Regions from separate parts of the Mus musculus genome. Here all the other regions are linked to region 2. The links are chromatin contacts, called in public HiChIP or PLAC-seq and promoter capture Hi-C maps. All regions are on one chromosome and are shown on one strand. Each heading gives the region's core, a stretch centred on a gene start, on an enhancer-like site or on the middle of the called end of the contact. The rest is flanking DNA. Distances are from core to core; before and after follow the strand shown. Region 1 overlaps Frmd4b (FERM domain containing 4B). Region 2 holds the start of Eogt (EGF domain-specific O-linked N-acetylglucosamine (GlcNAc) transferase). Region 3 holds the start of Frmd4b (FERM domain containing 4B). Region 4 overlaps Frmd4b (FERM domain containing 4B).

Region 1 (3,190 bases), core at 505-3,004, 290 kb before region 2:
GCCAGTGAATGAGAGACAGTCTTTCCCTATAGAAATTGTATAAATGACAGACCATTTGACGTGGAAGTGGGCTTTCCCGAGTCAGAAGCTTAGCAGCGAGCCTACCCACAGATGCAGCTAAGACACATCTGCGCTGTTGCGATGGCCTGTGTTTACCAAGCTCTGTGCCCAGCACAAAGCCACCCTGACAGCAAGTGTGACTATCACCGTTTGAAAGTTGTTTGTTTGTTTTTTTTAAATCCTTCAAAAGTTGAATTTTAGTAAGCTGTGGCTTGGAGGTGGCTGTGTACATCTTAGTTTCTGGGATTTAATTGCTATCACACGGCACATCCTAAAGCAACCTGTGCATTTCGTTGCTCTTATGTATGTTCTTAAAGTACGTTAGACGTGTGCTTTAAATGTTACTATTTGGCCTGCATGAGGCAGTCACTGCGTTCTCAGGCACTGCTGTCATTGGTCCCATCACACAGCCTCTCGAAAAGGGCTCCTGCTCCCGTCCTTCCCCTGCTGCTTGATAATTTTATTTAGTTTGTTTGTTTGTAGAGGGGAAGACTAGTCTCGTCTTCTCCTAACCTGTGGTCGCCCAGCTTTTATTTTGTTTCATTTCGCTAACATTTAATTCCATGATAAAACTTCAGAGGGACTCCACAAACCCGGCTAAAATCAGAGCCTACATAGCAACAAGACAAGACATGTTCATGACTGCGTGCTGGTAGCTTCTAGGCTGAGAGGGGTGTTTCTTCTGTGACGATATGAGGCCTGGGTCTTGAGATTCAAGTTTCTGTGGACTGGGGCAGTAGTGGACTGGGAGTGCACTAGCCTAGTGAGTGAAAGGCCCTGGGTTCCATCTCCAGTACAAACACGCAAGCAGGAAAGAAATGAGGCAAGGGGTGGGAAAGGTTATTTTTTCCAAAAGCCCAAATGAACTGAACTTTTCACAATTTGGTAAACTTTTCTAAATCCTTTGTCCCTGGTATATTTTCTACCAACTAATTTGAGACAGGCCAGGACTCTGGTTCTAACACAGTCCGTTTTTACTAATTGTGAGTCCCCTGAGGACTTCTTTAGACTGTGTTTGAACATGGATTGCAAAGAGCAGAGAGACTGATAGACACCAATCAGAGGTTTGAATGGAGTTGAGGAATGGATGCAGAGCCGGGTGCTCAGAATAGGGGCTGAGAGGGTTTGGGGACCTCTAAGGTTTATCTGTGTTTCCTTGTGACATACAGAATCCGTTTGCCCTGCAGAGGCTCAGAGTCAGGCTTGCTGGGCTTGTTATTCGGGCACTAAGCGGTGGCCTGCGTGTCTGTTCATCACAAGCACAGCCATTCATCTGGAAAAGCCCTTCCCCGGACAGCCCATGTCGTTACTTTTTAAAATTCTTGAAAGCCGCTCTGCCCCCGCCTCTCCCTATTGGCTGTTTTTCTCAGGAAAGGAGAAAACCGTTGGCAGAACTATTATAAGTTTCCAGACCACAGGCTGTCTGCTTCTCACATAAGCCCAACGCCAGAATTTCCACTTTCTCCAACTCCACTGTGGAGGGCGGCTAACCTGTGCTGCAGACCTGCCACAGCGCATCTTGGTTACACCCTGGTTATACGTTGGTGACTTTTCCTGTTTCCAGCATTTGTGCCTTCCTCGTCTTTTTCTTCTCTTTCTTTTTTCCTTTTTGGACTCATTGATACTGTACCACAATGTCTAAAAATACTGCCTAACCACTGGTCTTCAAGAAAGAGGAAGTAACTGCAGAAATAACCCGAGGGACTCTGTGGCCATGAACTCGACAGTGTTCTCTGGGCCCTCGGGAGGGACTGGTTGCAGAAGCACCTTCAGACCATTTCCAGGGAGAAGATGTGGTTCCCACCACACTTCCATCTGTGCAGTTACAACCCCAGCCTTGGCCCTTTCCTGTCATCTGGTGAGCCCCTGGTTGAGTTGACTCAGCCTCTCATTACCTGTTGGGAACTCAATGAGTTATTCTCAAACTCTTGAGGGTCCAGTTTCAACCATAAAAGAGAAAGTTGAAACTGTTTATTTCATGGGGTGCTTGTGAGAACACAGTACATGATAAACGTACATGATGTAGGTAGGCCTGGGGAGCGTACTTGAGCCTGACTTTGATCCCCACAACACTTTATATATATATATATATATATATATATATATATATATATATATATATATATATAAAAGCCATGCATGGGCTGAGCATAATGATGCACACCTTTAATCCCAGCACTCTGTACTACAGAGACAGAAACTAGTAGTTCTCTGTGAGTTCAAGGACAATCTGGTCTACATAGTGAGTGCAAGGACTCCACAGAGAGACCCTGTCTCAAACAAAACAACAGCAAGCAGGACAAAACATGTATGCCAACCCTTACTTGTGATCCCAGGGCTAGGGAGACAGAGATGGGTGGAACCTTTGGACTTGCTGGCCCAGCAGCCTAGCCTAACCTGGATACTCCAGGACAGTGAGAGACTGTCTCAAAAAACCAAGGTGGACAGCACCTGAAGAACTATGCTTAGCCCTTGTCCTCCCTCTGCGAACACCCATGGGCACATGTACCCACACTCTCACATACAAAGAATCATGGTGTAAAATTGTGTGTGTCTATGTGGCCCGAAAGTGAGACCGAAACAGTCTAGGGACCCAAGTGAACTAGTGAGGGGGTGGATAGGGAAGGAAATGGGGAAGGGGCATGCACTCAAAGCGCATCATATGCTTGCATGAAAACGACCTTATGAAAGCCAGTACCATATACAACAAATACTCCACTTTAAAAACATTATTTTAAGGGAGGATCTGGTGGGAGGAGTGGGGAGAAGGGAAAGAGTATTGTTCAAATTATGTTGCATGATATTCTCAAATAATAAATAGAAACATTAAATACCTATCAAGTAGGTAAATAAACACACTTGATAAAAATAATCTATCTGCATATGTTAGTTTCTTTTCTGTGTGTGTCTGAGAGTTAAGAAGCTCAACTCTGAATGGTCACAATCATACAAAAACCAAGAGCTGGACAACAGCCTTCGCTGACTTCAGGCACGGGGCTGCTTTACTTGGTGTGTTTGTAGTCCTGGTGATGAAGTGCGGTGCCTCGCACTTTCTCAGCAAACACGCCACTGCTGAGCTTTGCCCTCATCCCTGAACAGTGAGTGGTTCTGAGTTAGTTTATTGATTATG
Region 2 (2,772 bases), core at 165-2,664:
ATTTTAAAATGCATTTTAAAAACTACTGTAATGTTCTTTTGTTCTTTAATGTGTGTTTGGCACATGTAAATGACATGCTAACACAATACATACTGAACAGGATATATATTAAACAAATTATATACATATTAAACACATACACATATAAAACACAGCTGGTCTGGAACTTGCGACATAGATCAGGCTGGCCTCAAACTTACAGAGATCCATTTGCCTTTGCCTTCCAAGTGCTAGCTAGGATTAAAGAAAGGCCTTCCCTAAAGTGCCCAGCCCATGTGTATGTTGTATGTTACTGGGGATTGAACCTGGGGTCGTGCACATGTTAGGATAGCACTCATCTCCGTGGTCACTAAGTTGTCTGGGTGTCTTGAACTTCCTTTTATTTTTTATTTTTTTTAAATTTTTTCCATGACTCAGCCTGTGGAGTAGCTGGAACAGCAGGCCTGTACCACCAGTTCTGGTTTCAGTTCTCATAGTAGCTTCTTAAAATTTATAAGACATGTAAGCCTTGTGAACTGAATGCATCTGAGCATGTTTATTTTGACACCATTAATATAAGCTGGGTCCTTTTTTTCATTTATTAGTATTGTATAGGAAGGTGTGAGTATCCAGGAGGTCAGAGAACGAGGTCAGGGAGTGGGTTCTCCCCTTTCGTGGTAGGATCCTAGGATTCAACGTGGGTCGTCAGGCTTGCTCCCACAAGCGCTTTGAAAACTCTAAGCCACCTGTCAGCCCTTGAACCCTTTAATCATAATTTAATGGCTGTCTCCCCCATGCTCCAGAAGGCATGCTGGAACTGCAAGGTGTCAAGAATGGAAGAGAATGGGAGATATGCATACACGTAATCATCACCTAAACAAGCAGTTAGAAATCATCATGAAATAGCAAAAACGTAAAAATTAAACAAGAGTAGCCATTGGACTTGGACACTTCATGGACAGGTACAATTCCCTGGAATCTACAGTATTTTCACTACCCACCAGAGAGTGTCCCACTACATCCAGTCTCATTTGAAAATCAGGGCAGCAACTTCTGCTCAGAATGGGAAAGCAATAAAATTACAACCCTGAGTGATATGTAAACAGTCCCGTAGTCTGCCTGCCTACTCTCTGGTGCTGGAGACCTGCCAAGCGCCTGGAGGAGCAGCCAGGGACTTGCACCCCGGTGTCCCACGTCCCGGAGGGGATGTAGGCGGGTGTCCCCAGTGGATCAGGCTGTGGGTCACAGGGTGTCCGTAACCTTGGCTGATGGGTGTCCAAGAGTGCCTTCCAGACTCTGGTCGCTGGGTGTGGTCAAGGCATTCCGGTCCGCCCTTGAGCCCCGGGCCAAGGTGTCGCGGCAGCTCCCGGGCGCCCCCTGGCCCGGCTTGGGCGCCGGAGGTTTCCGGTTCGCGGCTGCCGGCGGTGACGTCTCGTTACTCCCAAGCTGCCGCCACTGCCGCCGCCGCCGCTCCCTAGTCAAGCTGCAGGTGGGCCCCGCGCCTTCCCCGCCTGTTCCTGGCCGGCGCCTGCACCCCCGTGGGCCCGCAGCCTGACTCTGGGACTCTGATCCCAGCCCGCGGCCTTCAGCTGGTTACCAGGAGTTGATCGGTGGCTGTAGGCTAGGGAGATGCCCAGCCAGGCCTGCCCTGTTGCCTCGATCCCCATGCTGGGGCGGAGTGGCTTCTCCAGGCACACCTGGGAGCCGAGCGTCTCCTAAGACAGCTGCTTCCCCAAGCACCCGGGGCAGGGTTGGCTGCTGCCGGGCGCGAGGGGCTGACTCCGCTACACAGGGGAGGGGTTGACGTTCCGCAGACAACCGGAGGATCGCCACAGCAGGATTGCCACTTCGGCGCCTCAGGCAGCCGAGCTCTGTCTGAGCTCTGTCTGCTTGCCTACCTTGGGACTTGATAGTCTTTGAGTCCCAGATGCACTTCATCTGTCCGCTGCTGGCTCTGTTGCCCAGCAATGCCCTAAGCCATTCATGTGGTAGTCCTAGTAACCCCAGCTCTCATGGTTTACGGCGTTCAGATTTTTACCTTTTTTTCCTCTTCTCTTTTTAGGTCCGTGAAAATCCAATCAAGCCACACACGAGTGGAGCGCGATTGACCGTTTTGTGCAAAAAGACGCGGTAGCCTAACCTACTAAAGCTTTCATCCCTGCCAAGTCTTGCCAGAGAACTCAACTCCGGGAAGGCTTTCTGCCAGGCCCTGAAGTTGTACTTTCATGCACCACAGGGAACCATCACCCAGCATATGCAAGTGGGTACATGCCCTCCCTTGCAAAAGCCAACTTTCTGATCTGCTCCTTTAGATTTTCCCCACGGCCAAGGGTTACTTTTTTCCATGAATGGTCAAGTTTTGTTAACCGGCAGAACGCATTGCAGAGCTGTGGATTTGGATACCCGAAATTTAGGACCTAGTGCTCCAAGCCGCGACCTAGAAGGTTAGTCCAAGGGCTGGGTGGCCTGTTGTGATCCTGAGGTTGGCACTGGTCCAGGCAGCCCCGGGAATCAGAGAACAGGATTACTGCAATGAGAACCAGGAACAGGCTTTGGTCCTAGGAATGTTTTCTCTGCTAATTATCCTGTTGGTCTGGATTGAGTGATGTGGTGTGAAGCGGGCTACCTCCTTCCTGCTCACCACTAGTGTCTGCTCCGTGGGTTACTATGTCCAGGGGACCCTGGGCTCTGACTTTGCTTTGAGAGACTTAGTAGTGTTCATTCACTGAGGAGAATCACGCATCTTCATCTCCGGGCTTCTGGCTAGGGATTTGCTGGTCATTTTTCTCTCTA
Region 3 (2,798 bases), core at 288-2,787, 340 kb before region 2:
GGCATCTCACCTCTCAGCCACTTAATAGCAAAGACAATAGCACAGGTGTGAGTCGACCAATGAAATGCTCACCATTGTCCAACAAGGTAGATTCAGAGAGAAATACCTCCATCCTGAAATCTGGGGCAGTAGGTTGTTTATCTCTTCCTCCTCCTCCGCCTCCTCCTCATCATCATGTATTAATTATATAATAATGGGCTTCAGGACACTTTCACACATGGATAATGTCATTTGATCATAATCATCCCATTGCCTTCTCTTGACTCCGCCCCTTGATGCTGGGCCCCTCCCTCTCGTGTAGAGACGTCTGTGTACACGTGATCCAGTGAGTGTAATTAGGATTGCTTCCCAGCTGCAGTGAGCTTGCTCTGGAAATGGGATGGGATTCTGGGGACTGCAATGTGCAAACATTCTCAAGGAAAAATACAGACTCGGGTGTGTGGGACTTCTTAGATTCCCTTTTCAAACTCCTTAGAGACTTATCATTCCCTGTGGAGACCTTAAAAAGCACGAATTGTCCCAGGGCTTCTGGAGCTGAGGACGAGTTTTTATTTTTCTATTCATGTACTTATTTCGTATTTATTTTTGAGCAGTGAGCTCCCCCGTCGGATGTGTGATGCCATCTGTGGCCCGGTATATCCTGAGGTAGAATTTTGTACAAACTGACCAGGGATCCTCTCTCGAAGCTTCTGGTTCCTAGGGAGTCTTAACTGAATGCTGTTTGCCAGAGGATCAAAGAAGCCTTGTTTTTCTTCTGAGCCCACAGCTGCCCTGAAACTGGCCTCACGAGGGTATCAGGGAACCTGCTTTGCTGGTGGCCAAGGCAGGCTGGCATTTTCTTGGAGACCTTCAAGTTAGGAGCAAAGAGAGGCTGGAGGCGCGTACACACTGTTGCTTTGAGGCTCTTCATCTGGTTTCAGCAGAGCCAAGAAAACACGCACAATTCTCTCGGGAGTGAGATCTAAAGGGAGATGCTGCAGGATTTTTTTTTTCTTCCCGGTCTTCTGCTTCTATAGCTTCCCCAGAGGTGTTTATCACTGAGGTGTGGACAGAGCAAGATGCAAGGCAGAGCGACCTTAAAGAGTAAAATACAGGTGTCCCGGGGCTAGGTCTAGGTGTGTGATTGTGTGTCTGTGTGTGTCTCTCTCTCTCTCTCTCTCTCTCTCTCTGTGTGTGTGTGTGTGTGTGTGTGTGTGTGTGTGTGTGTGTGTGCAAGCGCGCTGAAATGCAGCTCCCTACTAGGCTTGCAAAGAGTTGCTGGGCTTTGCCTGCGGCCCTGTGCCCAGGAGCAGCTCAGCGGGGAGTCCTCACTGGCCAGGGCTTCCCGCGCCCAGGGAGCACCCAGGGCTGGCCTGGCGGAGCTTAGGAAGCTGGCGCTGGGTGGGGGCGGGCGGGGTGACACAGCCTCCGTGCCAGTCGCAGCCGTTGGCTGGCGGGCACCCAATCCCCGGGCATGCCGCCCCAACCTGGCCGGGACACACAGTGAAAGGCGAGTTCAGTGGCAGATCTGACCCCCCACCCCCCACCCCCGGGGCTGTCAGCTACAGCAGAGCGTGGCGAGCCCAGGATCGCGGAATCCAGGCTCCGAGGGAAAGCAGCGGCATGGCTTCGGTGTTCATGTGCGGAGTGGAGGACCTGCTGTTCAGCGGCAGCCGCTTCGTGTGGAACTTGACCGTGTCCACGCTGCGGAGATGGTACACCGAGAGGCTGCGGGCTTGCCACCAGGTGCTGCGGACGTGGTGCGGGCTGCGGGATGTGTACCAGGTGAGCCCAGGAGCTGGCGCCCTGGGGCCATTGCGGGGATGCCCGGCGCTCAACTGAGGACCGGTCCACCTGTATGATTTCATAACCTCAGGCTTCCCATATCTTTGTTTTCAACTCCTCGCGGGGAGCTTAGCGCTTGGGTCAAGCCCTCAGCAGCTCTAGCTAACTGTGGCTTGATAATTTTTTTTTTTCAGTTGGGCATGGGGGCACTTGGGAGTTATCCGCTCCCCCACCCCACCCCAAGCAAACATATATTATAACGTGATGGAGGTTCCTGCTGGCACTAGTAAAGGGGCTTATAGCCTTTGCAACACGTCGTTTGTGGAAAGCGACTTTGAGGTTGAGAGGATTATTTCTGTTTTATTTCATTTCATTTCATTGGAGGTGGCCATTTCGGAAGCTATGATTTCCCGTCATTGCTTGCTGTCAGAGCATGTCTTAGTGAATTTGTCTTCTTCCTTCTTGATTTTATTGCACTTTTCCACCAGGCAGCCCCTGCTTCCAGGGCACAGCCAGGAAAAGCTGATTCTGTGTTGCCTGGCTTTGGGACGGAAGGACAGCGGCGGATTGGGAGCACTTTGTGGGAGGCTGACAGGCTAGGGAAGGGAAGGGTGGCTTGGCTGAGCGCTGGAATGCTTACACTTGGATTTAATCTGTCGCACAACACAGCCTCTTTATTGCTTTGCTGGCTGGCCCCATCTTGCAGGCAAAATCTGCAGCAACTTTGCCCAATGAGGAGACCATTCATCCTCTCTGGGATTGCAACTTGCCTGGATTTTTGTGAACAGTAGTAAATGGATATAAAAGTACTCTGACTGGGAGATGGATACCTTTAAGATAAAAGAATAAAAACTGCATTGTTGAATTATGAAGATTCATACCTGGGCTTCTTTCCTGGGGATAGTTTGTTACAGTTCTCTGAATTCCTTACACATAACCTGACCCTATTCCTAATAGGGCTGAACTATATCTGTCATAGAGTGTCCCATATGCGACTCTAGCTTTGATTTTTGAAAAGTCATAGTCTTCCATCA
Region 4 (2,986 bases), core at 306-2,805, 320 kb before region 2:
CTGTTCATACTGAGGTACTCTACTAAATAGGGCTAGCAGGATTAGAAAATTGTCATGTTGATGTCCTTGATTGAATAAATGACCTTGGTCATGAATATTGGTTTTGTACCATAATAGAACAAACATCCTTCCAATGCAAGAACACACAGGCTATAGGATCTAAGAGACAATCCTGATTAAAGGATCCAGCCAGAAGCCAAGGCCTTCAGGAACCACAGTAGATGCCTTAGAAACACAGTCAGCAAGCTGGGTGGTCTGAGAATTGATGGGCTAAACAGCTCCACATCTTCAGTAAATAAATAACAATGGGGGTACCTATAGATTACCTAAAATCTAAGAGAAATGTGGGCCTGTGTCAAACTATGGTTTCTGTTTTTGGATATTATGTCCAACAAAGTGGGTTTGGGGAGGAGTGAGGCCACCCATGGTAGTATACACCCTTAATCCCAGCACATTCTGTAGGCAAAGACAGACAGATCTCTGTGAGGTCAAAGCCAGTGTTTCTACATAGATAGTTCCAGAATAGCTAGGGCTTATATAGAGAGATAGAGAGACCCTGACTCAGACAGAGAAGAAGAGGGAGACGGAGATGTAAGGCGAGAAGGAGAGGGAAAGAATTGGAAACAGATGCAGTCAAATACATTTATAATCCTAGTACTCCAGAGGCTGGGGCAGGGTAGTCATGAGTTTGAGGCCAAGTTGTACTACATAGTGAGACCTTGACCCAAAAATAAGCAAATAAGGAACATTATCAATCAATTGGAAATCTGAACTCTTAACAGATATGTGAAGATAGTGAGATTTTTTTTCTTTTAGTTATCTGGGTTTATATTTAAAAACAATGTCATGATCTTTTATATTGAAATCTTTACAGACAAAATTACCCAGAGTTGTAGATTTGGTTTACAATGACCCAGAGGACAGAAAGGAGGGAATAATAAAGAGAGTGGCTCTTAACCTTTCTAATGCTGTGACCCTTTAACACAGTTTCTCATGTTGTGGTGACCCCCGCCCCCGCCATAGAATTATTTCATTGCTACTTCATAACTGTAATTTTGCCCTATGAAGCGTACTGTAAGCATCTGATAGGCAGGATATCTGCTATATGACCCTGCGGGGGTCGAGAGCCACAGATTTGAGAACTACTGATTTAGATGTCTCAAGAGTGGCCAGATTAAAAGGTGTGTGCAGAAACGGATACAGTGAGTGATGCCAGTTCAGCCACTGTGTGTACCCTAAATAAAGTCTTCCTTCGTTAAAAAAAAATCATTTTAGATAGGAGTAACTCTAACTTAAGGCTAGCCTGGCTATATAGAGAAGACCCCTGTGTCAGAAGTAGAGGAGGAAGAGGAGGAGGAGAGGGGAGAGGAGGAGGGGTAGGAGAAAGAGGAGGGGATAGTTTTTTTTTTTCAAAGCACTGCAAATGGGCAGAGAAAGGGGAAACCGAAACAGAACAAAAAAAATCAGATTCTGCAGAAAGCCAGGAAGGAAGTGAGATTGAAGGCTGCGTGGAAGGTCATGCCACTTTCTTCGCATTGTCTGTGCAACCTCTGTGAAAGTCCCTGCTTGGGAATCCGGACCCTGGGTGCAGAGTCCGTTTTCTTACCCCCAGCTGGGAGGCTCCTAGCACTGAGTGCTCTGGGTCTCTGTCCCTGTGTGTGAAGTGGACTTCAAACACGGTGTTCAAAGGCCTCTTTGTCTTTATTTTTCCAAACATGAGGAAGTTATTAGATTTTACAGTTTGTGTCCAGTGCCGCACGTGCCTTTGGCCTCTTGCTGTAAGACAGTCCTGAGAAGCCCGGATGCCTGCCGCTCTCCCCCAAGCTTTTCACCTCGGCTTTTCCATTTGTGGTTAAGAAAGCAAGAACCCGCCCTGTGCAAGAAAGTTCCCTCTTTTTCTGCCTGGAGGAGAACATGAGTAACAGATTTTTCCATCGGAGCTGTTTTTCCTGGACACGGCGTACTGTCCAGTCCAACGGTTGTAGCATGTGATCGCAGGGAGACCTTAAATAAACTTTCAGTGTTATCAGCCCCAGTTTTAGGAACTTATGAATTCATTTTCTGTAGTTGGTGATTTTCCTTTTTAAACAGAAGTTCTTTTTCATTCAGTAGCTGCTGAGAGCTTCCCAGGTGCCATACTGCGTAGCCCTGAGCATAGTAGACACGCTTTATGCTCAGCCCACGTCCCTGCAAGCAGCTGCCTTGGGCAGGGTCCTTGGCCCTCATTTTTATCATGACTTGTGGTCATAGTCCTTGCCTCTCCTGCTCAGCACAATGCCAGGCAGAGAGTCCCTATGCAAAAGGAAAACACACAACTCCTTATTCAACAAGAGTCAAGCATGGCAGGACCTGTAACTCCCATATTTGGGAGGCAGAGGGAGGGAGGGTCACGTGTTCAAGACAAGACGTTTGAGACTCTGTCTCAAAAATACAAGGGCTGGAGATGTACTTGACAAGTAGAACATTTGCCCAGCCAACACACAGCCCTTAGTTTGAGCCCAATCAACACAAAATAATAACAATAGTATTAAGAAGTGTAATGGAAAAAAAAGAAGAAGAAGAAGAAGAAGTATAATGGCTGGGTGGTAGTGGAGCATGCCTTTGATTCCAGCACTTAGGAAGCAGAGACAGTCAGATCTCTAAGTTCAAGTTCAGCCTGGTCTACAGAGTGAAGTCCAGGATAGCCAGAGCTACACAGAGAAACTATCTCAAAGGGGGGAAAAGAGCCGTGGTAAAGAAGAAACACATCAAGCATGAGGTCCTAATGAGTCTGGGATCCTGTGCAACCACAATGCTAATCTGAACACCCATAATACCAGCTCTGGTGCCTGGCACCTTGTGAAGAACCAATGTCATAGTCCTTGTCATGAACGAAAACTTAAGAAATGAGCACTCCACGTGGTTGTCGATTGCCATCAATGAAGAACAGAAGACAGTATGTATGGAAGAGATGCTTGTCCCAGACAGTCAGGTTTCAGATCCGGTG

The links. Promoter capture Hi-C pulls out the DNA fragments that hold promoters and counts their contacts. HiChIP or PLAC-seq counts read pairs in DNA pulled down with a chosen protein or histone mark.
Region 1: an H3K4me3 HiChIP or PLAC-seq map of bone marrow-derived macrophages shows a contact between it and region 2, with 3 times the contacts expected there. The contact joins the enhancer-like site here to the promoter of Eogt in region 2. A contact is called at or near these places in 2 of 39 promoter capture datasets (embryonic stem cells and pre-B cells), 7 of 484 Hi-C or Micro-C datasets (B cells, the MNK3 cell line, embryonic stem cells and 2 more), 4 of 115 datasets of contacts at active chromatin or transcription factors (bone marrow-derived macrophages, extraembryonic endoderm stem cells, large pre-B cells and 1 more) and 2 of 9 other capture datasets (adipose tissue and liver).
Region 3: a contact with region 2 is called in an H3K4me3 HiChIP or PLAC-seq map of embryonic stem cells, with 21 read pairs. The contact joins the promoter of Frmd4b here to the promoter of Eogt in region 2. A contact is called at or near these places in 2 of 39 promoter capture datasets (the C10 cell line and pre-B cells), 6 of 115 datasets of contacts at active chromatin or transcription factors (bone marrow-derived macrophages, embryonic stem cells and memory CD8 T cells) and 2 of 9 other capture datasets (adipose tissue and liver).
Region 4: a promoter capture Hi-C map of pre-B cells shows a contact between it and region 2, with 2.3 times the contacts expected there. The contact joins the enhancer-like site here to the promoter of Eogt in region 2. A contact is called at or near these places in 2 of 39 promoter capture datasets (the C10 cell line and pre-B cells), 1 of 484 Hi-C or Micro-C datasets (the N1E-115 cell line), 5 of 115 datasets of contacts at active chromatin or transcription factors (bone marrow-derived macrophages, effector CD8 T cells, embryonic stem cells and 2 more) and 2 of 9 other capture datasets (adipose tissue and liver).

Annotation. Positions count from the first base shown.
Region 1 is chr6:97,437,700-97,440,889 of GRCm38.p6, reverse strand. All of the region lies in intron 1 of Frmd4b (FERM domain containing 4B), which reads left to right. Among named protein-coding and RNA genes, the nearest start is that of Frmd4b, 49 kb to the left of the region's middle. Within about 2 kb of position 1,754, at least 82 of the 459 cell types and tissues checked have an H3K27ac peak or open chromatin away from gene starts, as enhancers often do. A contact at or near this core is called in B cells, adipose tissue, bone marrow-derived macrophages and 2 more, where this site is marked.
Region 2 is chr6:97,147,528-97,150,299 of GRCm38.p6, reverse strand. It overlaps Eogt (EGF domain-specific O-linked N-acetylglucosamine (GlcNAc) transferase), which reads left to right and starts at 1,414. Exons shown (of 18, transcript NM_175313.5): 1 at 1,414-1,468; 2 at 2,042-2,423.
Region 3 is chr6:97,486,559-97,489,356 of GRCm38.p6, reverse strand. It overlaps Frmd4b (FERM domain containing 4B), which reads left to right and starts at 1,537. Exons shown (of 23, transcript NM_001346637.1): 1 at 1,537-1,764. The coding sequence starts at 1,603.
Region 4 is chr6:97,462,915-97,465,900 of GRCm38.p6, reverse strand. The region is part of intron 1 of Frmd4b (FERM domain containing 4B); the gene reads left to right. Among named protein-coding and RNA genes, the nearest start is that of Frmd4b, 23 kb to the left of the region's middle. Within about 2 kb of position 1,555, at least 108 of the 459 cell types and tissues checked have an H3K27ac peak or open chromatin away from gene starts, as enhancers often do. A contact at or near this core is called in adipose tissue, bone marrow-derived macrophages, liver and 3 more, where this site is marked.